2 separate regions of the Sus scrofa genome follow, and region 2 is linked to region 1. A link is a contact called in public promoter capture Hi-C data. All regions are on one chromosome and are shown on one strand. The core of a region is the stretch at or near the end of the contact, and the rest is flanking DNA. Distances in the headings are between cores, read along the strand shown.

Evidence for each region. Promoter capture Hi-C pulls out the DNA fragments that hold promoters and counts their contacts.
Region 2: a contact with region 1 is called in a promoter capture Hi-C map of fetal liver, with 2.6 times the contacts expected there. The contact joins the promoter of PLA2G15 here to the promoter of CENPT in region 1. A contact is called at or near these places in 1 of 5 promoter capture datasets (fetal liver) and 1 of 47 Hi-C or Micro-C datasets (heart right ventricle).

What each region holds. Positions count from the first base shown.
Region 1 is chr6:28,453,535-28,459,523 of Sscrofa11.1, reverse strand. CENPT (centromere protein T) reads left to right here and starts at 2,904. Exons shown (of 11, transcript XR_002344575.1): 1 at 2,904-3,506; 2 at 4,499-4,589; 3 at 4,730-4,817; 4 at 4,917-5,013; 5 at 5,133-5,269; 6 at 5,625-5,773. It overlaps TSNAXIP1 (translin-associated factor X-interacting protein 1), which reads right to left. Exons shown (of 16, transcript XM_021094108.1): 16 at 5,781-5,989. The coding sequence ends at 5,874.
Region 2 is chr6:28,817,692-28,823,680 of Sscrofa11.1, reverse strand. PLA2G15 (group XV phospholipase A2) reads right to left here and starts at 3,061. Exons shown (of 5, transcript XM_021094161.1): 1 at 2,806-3,061. The coding sequence starts at 2,914.

The DNA.
Region 1 (5,989 bases), core at 1,655-4,154:
CAGTGGGTTAAGGATGTAGCGTTGCCATGAGCTGTGGTGTAGGTTGTAGATTCGACTTGGATCTGATACTGCTGTGGCTGTGGAATAGGCCGGCAGCTACAGCTCCGATTCGAATCCTAGCCTGGGAACTTACATATGCTTGGGTGTAGCCCTAAAAAAACAAAAAAAAACAAAAAAAAGAAAGAAAAAGAAAAAAGAAAATTAAAAAAAAATAGAATAATGTCCAAACTCCTTTCTAGAACTTGCAAGACATCTTATATCTGGCCCTTGACAATCTCTTTCACTCTTCTCCCCCACTTCATGAACCCAGTGTTTTGGTGTTTTTTAAGCAAATAGGAAATTGGAAGTTTAAACAATTATGTAAACACAGTAAAGATAATCTATGCAAACTCATTAGAATAATATGTGCAAAGGTAAACTCATTCTCAAGTTGTTTTGAGAGTATTTTTGTTTTTTGTCCCGTAATGTACAGGTAGGGCTTTATAAATAATAAATAAATACTCCACTTAGGTGTTTTTTTTTACTTTTTACTTTTTTTTTTTTTTTTGCTTTTTAGGGCCACACCACAATGGGAATTTCCAGTACTCCCCTTAGGTAGTTAAAAGTGACTGTGGAAAAGAGCTTCCAAAGGGCTAGCAATTCAAGTCAGATAACACAAAGGTCAAACCTAAATGAGAGGAAATATATGATATTCCTCTGCAGTTCTCTTATTTTGTAAGAATAATGAATAATAATAAGACAACAATAAGAAGAAGAGGAATACAAGAATCTTATTTATTTATTTATTTTTTAGGGCTGCCCCCGCGGCATATGGAGGTTGCCAGACTGGGGTCCCATCAGAGCTGCAGCTGTCGGCCTACACCATAGCCACAGCAACACCAGATCTGAGCCGTGTCTGTGAACTACACCACAGCTCACGGCAACACCGGATCCTTAAGCCACTGAGCAAGGCCAGGGGTTGAACCCACAACCTCATCGTTCCTAGTCGGATTCGTTTCTGCTGTGCCACGACGGAATTCCAAGAATCTTAATTTGTTCTTCATCCTCCCCTTTTTTTTCCTGTCTTTTTTAGGGCCACACTCATGGCATATGCAGGTTCCCAGGCTAAGGGTCAAATCAGAGCTGTGGCTGCCGGCTTACGATTCAGGCACAGCAACTCAGCATTTGAGATGCATTCTAGGACCTACACCACAGCTCTTGGCAATGCTGAATCCTTCACTTACTGATCAAGGCCAGGGATTGAACCCAAGTCCTGTTGGATGCTAGTCAAATTTGTTTCCACTGAGCCACGATGGGAATTCCTGATCTATTTTTTTTAACACAAGCACACATATGCCCATGCTTCTTTCCACTATCTGATCGTTTACACCCAATTTAGGAGCATGAGGGAGAACTCCACAGGAATATCAGAATTCAAGCTCTGGAGTTCCCGTCGTGGCTCAGTGGTTAACGAATCCAACTAGGAACCATGAGGTTGTGGGTTCGGTCCCTGCCCTTGCTCAGTGGGCTAACAATCTGGCGTTGCCGTGAGCTGTGGTGTAGGTTGCAGACTCGGCTTGGATCCCATGTTGCTGTGGCTCTGGCGTAGGCTGGCGGCTACAGCTCCGATTCGATCCCTAGCCTGGGAACCTCCATATGCCGCGGGAGCGGCCCAAAGAAATAGCAAAAAGACAAAAAAAAAAAAAAAAAAAAAAAAAAAAGAATTCAAGTTCTAATTCAGTTCCCATGATTTTTTTTTTTTTTTTTTTTTTTTTTTTTTTTTTTGTCACACCTGTAAGCATGTGTAAGTTCCCAGGCCAGGGATCGAATCTTTGCCAGAGCAGCCACCCAAGCTGTTGCACTAACAATGCCGGGAGCTCCCTTCGTGGCTCAGTGGTAACAAACCAGACTGTATCCATGTGGACAGGGGTTCAATCCCTGGCCTTGTTCAGTGGGTTAAGGATCCGGCATTGCCGTGTGAACTGTGGTGTGGATCACAGACTTGGCACCGATCCCACATTGTTATGGCTGTGGGGTAGGCCAGCAGCTGTAGCTCCAATTTGACTCCTACCCTGGTAACTTTCATATGCAGTGGGTGTGGCCCTTAAAAAAAACAAACAAAACAAACCTCCCTGATGAAAATTTAAGAAAGTGGAGGAGGGGGCTCTCAATTGGTGAAAATATGGTAATGGAATCTCCAGCACTGACAGATTTTTTGAGAGCTGGAATTCTTCTCATAACTGCATATATCTGAAGATAACATCTCTCCTGGATCACAAACAGCCCACTAGTCGCCAAGCCTGCAAAATGCTCTCTTGTGATAGGTATGGATGTTACAGACACATTGGTCTTTGCAAATGCAAATCTGACCAGGTCACATACAGAATATTTTTTGCTGCTGTTGTCATTTCTCTTTGGCTGTGCCCAGACGCCTTCAGAAGTTTCAGGTCCAGGGATCCAATCCACGCCTCAACAGTGACAAACCCAGATCCTTAACCCATAGCACCACCAAGGAACTTCAACAGTTATTTTTTTATTTTATTTTTTTTCTAGGGCCATGCCTGTGGCATATGGAGGTTCCCAGGCTAGGGGTCCAATCGGAGCTGTAGCCACCGGCCTTTGCCAGAGCCACAGCAACGCAGGATCCGAGCCATGTCTGTGACCTACACCACAGTTCACAGCAACGCAGGATCCTTAACCCACTGAGCCAGGCCAGGGATTGAACCTGAAAACTCATGGTTCCTAGTCAGATTCATTAATCACTGAGCCACGACGGGAACTTCAACAGTTACTTTTTCTTCACCCAAATTTGTCTCACCTCATCTTTGGTGAAGAAGATGGTCTAACAATAGTGACTGCTGTTTGTTTGTTTATTTTATTTATTTTATTATTATTTTTTTTTTTGGTCACTCCTGCTGCATGCCTAAGTCTTCCTAAGTTGCTGGGCCAGAAATTGAACCCATGCCACAGTAGCGATACAAACTGCTGCACAGACAAACCTGGATCCTTAACCCGGTGGGCCACAGAAGAACTCCAATGACTGCTATTCATTGATGGCCTGGATTACTATGTGTCAGATCATGAGTTAAACATTATCTCATTGAATCATTACACCACCACTAACCCTTTATTAGGTGGTTATCATCCTCAGTTTACATGTAAGAAAAGCAAGACTTGCGTATGTTTGCCCAGGCTCAAGGTAAGAATGCCTGCAAAACCAGTTTGCAACCACCACTATATTCGCTGAACATGAAGCGGGCAGCACGTCTGTAACTTCAATTCCCGTCGGGCTGTGCGGCAGCGTCGCGAGAGTTGACCTGAAAAAGCAGCCTCGCGAGCGTTGGCTTAAATGCGGCGGCGGGAAGGCGGCTGTCCCTGCTGCGGGAGCGGTTGAGAGTACGGACAGCTGAGGCGATGGCGGACAGCCACAGCCCGGACAGCGAGCCTACGACGCGCACGCTGCTACGGCGCGTGCTGGATACAGCGGATCCGCGCACCCCGCGGCGACCCCGAAGTGCTCGGATTGGGTATATAGAGGCGGTGGGGTCCAGCGCTGACCCTGTTTGGAGAGGGAAACAGTTTCGGAAAGGAGCAGAGCCCAGGGCTCTGAGAACAGGCTCCTTTCCCCTAGCTGGGCTCGGGTTAGCTGTTTGTGTCCCTACCCCTGAGACTCCACCGCTCGGGACCTCAGAGCTCTTTGGAGGCCCGCTTCTGGAGGCAAAGAACAGCGCTCAGAATCTGGACTTCTGCTCTGTTTTCCAGGCCAGTTTTCCAGCGTGTGCCCAGGCATCTGCCCAGAACTGCCTCTCAGGCAGTTCCCACCTGGAAGATGGGAAAGGAGCTGGAGAGCATAGCCTGGGCAGAAGTCGGAAGGCAGAAACTGGAAAGATGCTTTGCTAGGGAGCAAGGAATTTGGTTTGACTTGGTAGGAGTGTCAGTGGGTGAGCAAAGGGTGTAGAAGACAGGCATCTGCGAGCTTCCTCGGGCAATACAGTTCCTTTATAGACAACGGGAAGCCATTCCTTCACCTATGAGTGATAAGGTGGGAGTTGTGCCCTAGGAACATATATGTGGTTCTGAAATCTGAGAGGGAATTGGACTGGAGAGACTAGGGCTGGAATGACCCACATGGAGGTTGCTCTCAGACCCTGACAAGTACTTAAAAGGTTTACAAATACTTAAATGTCTTTGGATTGTTATTTTAGTGTCTAGAATGAATACTCTTCCAATTGTTCCTTTTGTCTGTGTGGTTAACCCCTACTTCTTCCAAAGTCACCTCTTTGAAGCCTTCCTCAGCCCCTCTCTCTGGTGGGCTCATTATATTCCCTCTCTCTTCCCTCAGGCTCCCTTTCATCAATAATGCTGTTGACAAAGGTGTGAGAACAGGGCTATGGGAGGGACAAGTGGTTTCTGGGTCCTTGTTCCTGAGGTATAAGGACTTCAGCCAAGATCCCCGATGAAGACATTTCTCTAGATCCTCCTCCTTATATAATTCTCACAGTTGCTGGTTTTTACACAGTGCTCAGATATCCCCGCTTGAAACATCTTCCTCTAGGAGGCTGAGGAGCCAAACAAAGATGTCTGCCAGGCGTCGATCTCATAGAATCAGGGTAAGTGCCCCATCCTCTGACCACTGCAGAGCTCTAGTTGCCTTCAGGGGGCTGTTAAGTTCTAGTTCTGCTCTGGAGCCCACCTTGAGGGACTCATAAGGCAAAGGAACAGACTGATTGCTTGGTATTTTTACCCGAAGTCTATTGACAGATTGGCCCATATTCAAGCCAGTGGACACCTGGAGGAACAAACACCCCGAACTCTGCTGAAGAACATCTTACTAACTGGTGAGTGAGGGTTGGCCTGTGGTCAGAATCAGTCCCATGTATCCTTCTTTTAGGGCAGCCTGCCCTGCCAGCCTCACCCTCTCCTTGCTATTTCTACAGCCCCAGAATCTTCCACTGTGATGCCGGAGTCTGTGATGAAGCCACTGACGGTGCCACAGATGGTCCAGCCTTCCAGACGGGAAAGCAGTTGGAGCAGGTGCAGTGAATTTCCTCCTTGGGCTGGGCTGTTGGGCAGCCCTGGTCAGGGAACTTCTTGGGAACCTCAAGAGCCAGCTTGGTGTCTTGGCCTGCCTGAACTAAGCTCCATCTTTGTAGCCTAGAGCTGCAGCTTCCTGAACTTGAACCCCCCACAACCCTGGCTCCAGGTCTGCTGGCTTCTGGCAGAAGGAAACAGAAGCTAAGGTTGTCAGTGTTTCAACAAGGAATGGACCAGGAGCTGCCTCTCTCTCAAGGTGAGGTCCTGGACAACACGTGTGGCCACCATCTCTCTTGTGTCCTCTGGAGAGGCTGAGGCGGCCTGGGTACTTTGCTATGGTTTCTTTTTACATCCTATTGCAGAGTCTCGTGGGAATGCTGATGCCTCTTCACTCACCAGGTGCTGTTGCCTGTTCTGGGAGTTGGTGGGAGAGAGGCTTGGAGAAGGAGGTGCTGACTAGAATGGGATCTGCCGTAGTGCTCTGTGCTTACAGCCTGGTGGCTGTGTTCTAAAGATGAGAGCCTCAGGGCAGTTGGAGGAATCCTGGGGTGGAGGAGGGGAGTTGGGCCTCAGGTACCTGACTTTGCTTTGTGCCCTGTCCCTCCCACCAGCTCCCTCAACCTGACCTTTGCCACACCTCTCCAGCCACTGTCAGTGAAGAGGCCTGGTTTGGCCCGCAGACCCCTCACCCGACGTGCTGTAGATGTGGGTACATTTTTCCAGGATCTGCGAGATACTTCTGTGGCCTTGCCTCCTCCAGGTAAGGTTGAGATTTCCTTCTTCCGGCCTGTGAGGAAAGCTCTCCCTTCATGAGAGATAGGAGGTGCTGCTGAGTCCAGGTTGTTCCTCTCTCCTTTGTGTCAAGGACAGTGAGCAAGCCTGGTCAGTAGGTCTATAAGGAGTTTCTGCTTTCTTTCCACAAATTGCGTCTTTTCTTGAGGGGACCCAGTTCTTAGTCCCTCAGTATCTTCCAGGA
Region 2 (5,989 bases), core at 1,812-4,311, 360 kb before region 1:
GCCTCACCTGTTCCCAAACGCCATGGTTTGGTTTTGTTTTGTTTTTCTTTAATAGGGCCATACCTGTGGCATACGGAAGTTCTCAGCTAGGGGTTGAATCGGAACTGCAGCTGCCAGCCTATGTCACAGGTACAGCAACTCAGGATCCAAGCCATACCTGTAACCTATGTCACAGCTTGAAGCAACACCACATCCTTACCCCACTGAGTGAGGCCAGGGATCGAACCTACATCGTGGATGCTAGCCAGATTCTTTCTGCTGAGCAACAACGGGAACTCCCACACATGTAATGCTCTTGACACTTTTCAAACATATTCCAATTTAGGATCCATGATCACAAAGTGGACAACCTGGGAGTTCCCGTCGTGGCGCAGTGGTTGACGAATCCGACTAGGAACCATGAGGTTGCGGGTTCGATCCCTGCCCTTGCTCAGTGGGTTAACGATCCGGCATTGCCGTGAGCTGTGGTGTAGGCTGCAGACGCGGCTCGGATCCCGCGTTGCTGTGGCTCTGGCGTAGGCCGGCAGCTACAGCTCCGATTCGACCCCTAGCCTGGGAACCTCCATATACCACAGGAGCGGCCCAAGAAATGGCAAAAAGACAAAAAAACAAAGTGGACAACCAGTAGTACCTGGCTCTCCTGGGCATTCACTGGGCTCTGGCTGTGACCCCAATCCTGCAGAGGGCACACCCTTCCTGTGCACCACCCTACAGTGTCCTCAGAGCAACCATGGCAGGCAAGTGTGGCACCTGCCTTTACCTCCCTTCATGAGGTGGTGTAGAAGTAGGGAGTCCCCAGAATGATAGCCTCTGGATGACATGCCTATGGACCACGCAGGACAGTGTAAAGACCTCAGTCACTGTCTCCACCAGAGAGGAAATGCCTGAAAGAGGAAGTCACCTGATCTGCTTCATCTGGATACCCTTTGCCCTGGCCAGGCTGTGCGGCCTTTAAAAACACCAGTGGTCACTTCCAGAGCCTCTTTACACCAAAAACTAGAATAGGAGGCATCCATGTGCATTTAACCTCACATAACACTGAGAATATCCTTATTATGTCTACTTTATAGATAAGGCGACTGAGGGTGAGAGGTGGAAATGGCTTGCTACAGTCCCTTCCCCTTGCCCAGGGTCTTCTGTACCCCTTCTCTGGCTTCTGCTTCCTCTCCCTTCAATCTGGGTCCCACCCATAGAGACCAGTCACCCTTGGATGCCAATCCTCTGATGGTCAAGGTCAGGTCGGTCCCTGCTCTGTGCCCAGGAAGAGCTTGTCTGCTGCCCACAATGGGGTTTCCCAGGATTAATGCCAATAGCCTCATACTCTGACGAGTTAGGCAGGTTAGGATTCCAGTTACTCTGAGCCTCTAGGTGAGGCCTGAGGCTCTTCTGCTGTGACCCAGGATAACCCAGAACTGAACGAATTAATGAGGTAAAAAGGCCTAGGACCAGTCCAGTCAGAGACCACACACTTCCCAATGCCACAGTGTTCATACTCAAAACTCCTTAGGTTCACATAAGGCTCCCTAAAGGCCCCCACGATAAAGTCCGGATGACCCATCCAGTCACGAGGCCCGCACAATCCACCCCTGCCCCCACTCCATTCCAGGCAGCCAGGACTGCTTAGTTCCCTCCCTCCGATATGCAGTTCCCTCTGCCTGGAGCTCTCTCTGGGCCTCAGCCCCAGCTGCGTACTCCAGGAAGCCTTCCCCGACTGGGTTGGTGGATTCTCTGTGTTTGCCTATCACAGACCTCAGCTCTCAGGATCATCCTGCCAGCTTAGGGGAAGCAGGACCAAATCTGCCCAGACCCTCTGGTGAACTTGGCATACCCCTGGAGCATTTCTTGGCCCAGAGCTCCTGGTGGGCGTGCCTGGGACTGCATGCCAACCCCACCCTCTGTGATCTGCATCATCCTCATTAAAACACTACAGTAGAAAGAGCATGGGGGGGGGGGTCATGCTGCAGCCGTTCAGTATGTAACGTATACCTCAGCATGCCTCTGCCTTCTAGAGTCCTGGCTGGTCACGGCCTGAATGAGGTACCCAAAGCCCTCAAGACAGAGGCCTCATCCATGTCCACACCCACCAGTAGGAAACACTGAGCGGCCTGGGCCAGGACCAAGGAGAACACAGGCAGGGGAGGTTGCCTAACCCCAACATAGCGTAGTCCAAGAAGGTGTGGCAGAAGTAAGGGTAGAGTATGACATCTGTTCACAGTCATTGTCTCAACTCCTACCTCTGTCTATGGCCACCCTCGGATACCCTTGAGCCTCTTCTCTCAGGCTCAGGGCCACACATTTGCTAAGTCAGGCGGAGCCCTCGTGGAAGGCTAGGAGAGGAATCCTTTCTCCAAAGAACTTCCTTTCAGTAATGCACTCTGAAACTTGTGGGGCTTGAAAGGCAAAGGGAGACCATCTTCTAGCCAGGCCCAAGTCAACGCTGAGGCTTCTGAGAGCCAACTCCGAAGCCACCCCACCTCCTTTGCGGGGCCAAAGGGCCTCGGTCTTTCCAGGTGAAAAATGGGGATGTTTGGGGCTGACATGTTTGGGAATAACGACTGAACTGACGCACAAATGCGCGGTAACCATCCCACTTATCCCTATATTCTACAGTGGAAGGTGACAAGAGTTTCACCACACCCGCGCCCAGCAAAGCGGGAAGCGGACGGACCGACCCAGGTGACAAGACAGTCATATCTTCCCCAATCCCATGCTTAGAGCAGATGCAGAACTGGAAGACAGCCTCGCCCGAGCCCCATCCAGCTGGACGCACGAACAAACGGACCCACGACTGGACGCGCGCCTTACCTAGCACCACCGGTGGGGGACGTCCGGCTGGGAGCGCCGGGTCTGTGAGCATCAGGAGGAACAGGAGGACACTCGGAAGCAGGGCGGCGCGGTAGGGGCAGAGACCCATAGCAGCGACTGCAGCTGCTGGTCTGAGGTGCGGATTCAGCTCTCGCGTCTCGTGCCTAGGCCCGGGCGGCGGCGACGCACTTAACCCCGCCGCTCACAGCCTTCACAGAGGCTGGGCCAATCAGGGCCCGCCTCCTGCAAATGGTCTGCCAATAGGGACTCGCTGCCTGGGCGTCCCTCCCAGTCAGAGCTCACCGCCCCGCCCCTGCTCATCCCGGGCCAACTCCCTTAACCGCGCTGCACGCCGAGTGCATCGATCGGCTGAGGCTCAGCCCGGTTTCCACTCATATTCCCAGCTGGTCGGACCCAGCTCGCCGCTGGACACCCCAAAGTCCACGCTGCGTAGCCCTCACCCCCGATTCCTGGCGCCTCCCTTACCAGGGATCTAGAATGCGCCGGGCCGAGCGGGTCCAATGCTCGCTGCTGCTGAGTGACCCGGATCAAATAAGAGGAAAAAGGGGATAAGTCATTCCCCGGCAACTAGTTCTGGAACTTGGGACCAGGAGCTGACCAGCAACCTTATGCATCTCCCAGGCTGGTTCTTTGCACTCTGCCCCAAGGGCATCTGGGTTCAGGCAACATTAGCCTGGTAAGCATTTCTCTTTCCAGTGAGAATTCAGTTCGCCTGTTTCGGGGTTTCATAAACACCACTTCGCCTTGACCAAGCAGTTCGCTGGCTGGGTTAAGCAAGAGTGAGCTTGAGGAGTTCCCGTCATGGCGCAGTGGTTAACGAATCCGACTAGGAACCATGAGGTTGCTGGTTCGGTCCCTGCCCTTGCTCAGTGGGTTAACGATCCGGCGTTGCCGTGAGCTGTGGTGCAGGTTGCAGACGTGGCTCGGATCCCGCGTTGCTGTGGCTCTGGCGTAGGCCGGTGGCTACAGCTCCGATTCGACCCCTAGCCTGGGAACCTCCATATGCCGCGGGAGCGGCCCAAGAAATAGCAACAACAACAACAACAAAAGACAAAAGACAAAAAAGACAAAAAAAAAAAAAAAAAGAGTGAGCTTGAGCCTCAACCCAGTGCCATGGCCATCTGCAAGTTTCTACGAAAAGCAGGAGGGGTGGTGTTGGAATCTCATGCCCCAGGCCACTCCCACCCCATGCAAACTCATTCCAGAGAGGACACAGACTCTGCACATGGAATTGGGGTGAATAGAGTGGGCAAAAGACTTAACAGCCAGTAATACTCCAGTACCATACTTCATTCTGGAATAGAGAGACCAGCGTGTTTGGAGACTGGAGGTCTTGATCCTTCACATACCCTCTCTGGAGGGCCAGTAAACACCCTGGTTATGCCTGGCTGGTCCCAAGACTTCTGTCCTGCCCCTCCCTCCCTCCCTTCTTTTTTCCTCTTTATCCAGCCTCTCTGGAGTGACAGTCAATGAACATACTCACTGTCTTGGCCTGCCTCTCTTGTGTTCTTTTAGTGAAGCACATTGGTAATTGGGGTACCCTCCTCTCCTAAGGTCCAGCTATCTCTCACCTCAGACCCTGGCCCAGGGGATCCACCTTCTAAAACCACTGCCTCCCTCACCTTCAACCCAGGCCCCAGCAGAGGGCCAGTGTGAGAGAACCTAGAGGCCCTCCTGCCAGGGCAAGTGCTAAGTGGGGGTAGGATAAGAATCAGGACAATCTAGGCTGCCTTGGACTACAGCCACAGTCTGAATGTCTTCTCAGCCTAGCAGCCTCAGGTGACCACAGGCGCCTCGAAGTGTGGCCCTGTCCTTGGTTCCCTGGTGCCCACTCCCATAGTTCCTGCAGATGATAGGATTATGGCCATGGAGGGAGGGGGTGCCAAGGCCTGGTCAGCAATAACCTGTGCTGGCACTGTGGAGAGGGGGCAGCAGGTGAAGGTCTCCCCTTTTGACTATGACCCCACCATCTACATGATTATTCTGGCTACAGACCTGGGGTCATCCTGGACTCTAGATACCTCCTTGACTCTCAGACCCACAACTAGGTGGTCACCAGGTTTTGCCAACTCTACCCTCCCCAAACCAAACTACCCTCATCCATATAGTCTTTTGTCTTTTCAGGGCTGCACCCAAGGCATATGGAAGTTCCCAGGCTAGGGGTCAAATGGGAGCTATAACTGCCAGCCTACAGCTCACAGCAACACCGGATCCTTAACCCACTGAGCAAGGCCAGGGATCGAACCCACAACCTCATGGTTCCCTTGTTGGATTTTTTTCCGCTGCGCCATGACGGGAACTCCAGTGTCTTCCTTATTGATGTCCAATCTATGCCCTTATTCCTGTGGCACTAAAAATTAAATCAGGGAGTTCCTGTTGTGGCTCCATAGGAACAAATCTGACTAGCATCCATGAGGATGCAGGTTCAATCCCTGGCCTTGCTCAGCAGGTTAAGGATCTGGAATTGCCTGAGCTGTGGTATAGGTTGCAGACACGGCTTGGATTTGGCATTGCTGTGGCTGTGGCTTAGGCCAGCAGCTACAACTCCAATTTGACCCCTAGCCTGGGAACCTCCATGTGCCGTGAGTGCGGGCCTAAGGCCTAAAAGGAAGCAAAAAAAAAAAAAAAAAAAAATCAGGTCCCATCACTGTCCACCTAACCCACTCACAACCCTCCCATTGCATGCATCATATGCATCTCACTTACAGTGAGTGAGGGCCATGTAAGGTATTCTGGCTATTTCCCCCAACTTCTACTCTCCCTCTTCCCAGCTTTCTCATCTCCAGCCTCAACGCCTCCCTTGCTGCCTAGAACGGGACAACTTCATTCTCCCTCAGGACTTCTGTACTTGTTGCACTGAGACCACTCTGAAGACCCCAATTGTGGGGACTCAACTGAGCTCTGCAATTAGGTCTCAGCTCAGACATGACCACTGTCTTTGAAGCAGCCCCTGCCTAGCTCTCATTAAAATATAGCCGTTGGAAGAGCCAGCCCCTCCTCGGTCCTATGAACTGTCACCTCCTCAGTTACGAGTTACCACCAGCATAGTCCCTGGCACACAGCAGATGCTTAACAGATGTTGAATGAATGAGTGATGAACCTCTTCCTTATAATGCTCCCTCTTTCCAGGATAAGGTCCTGGCGCCTGTCAGACCTAGAGAAG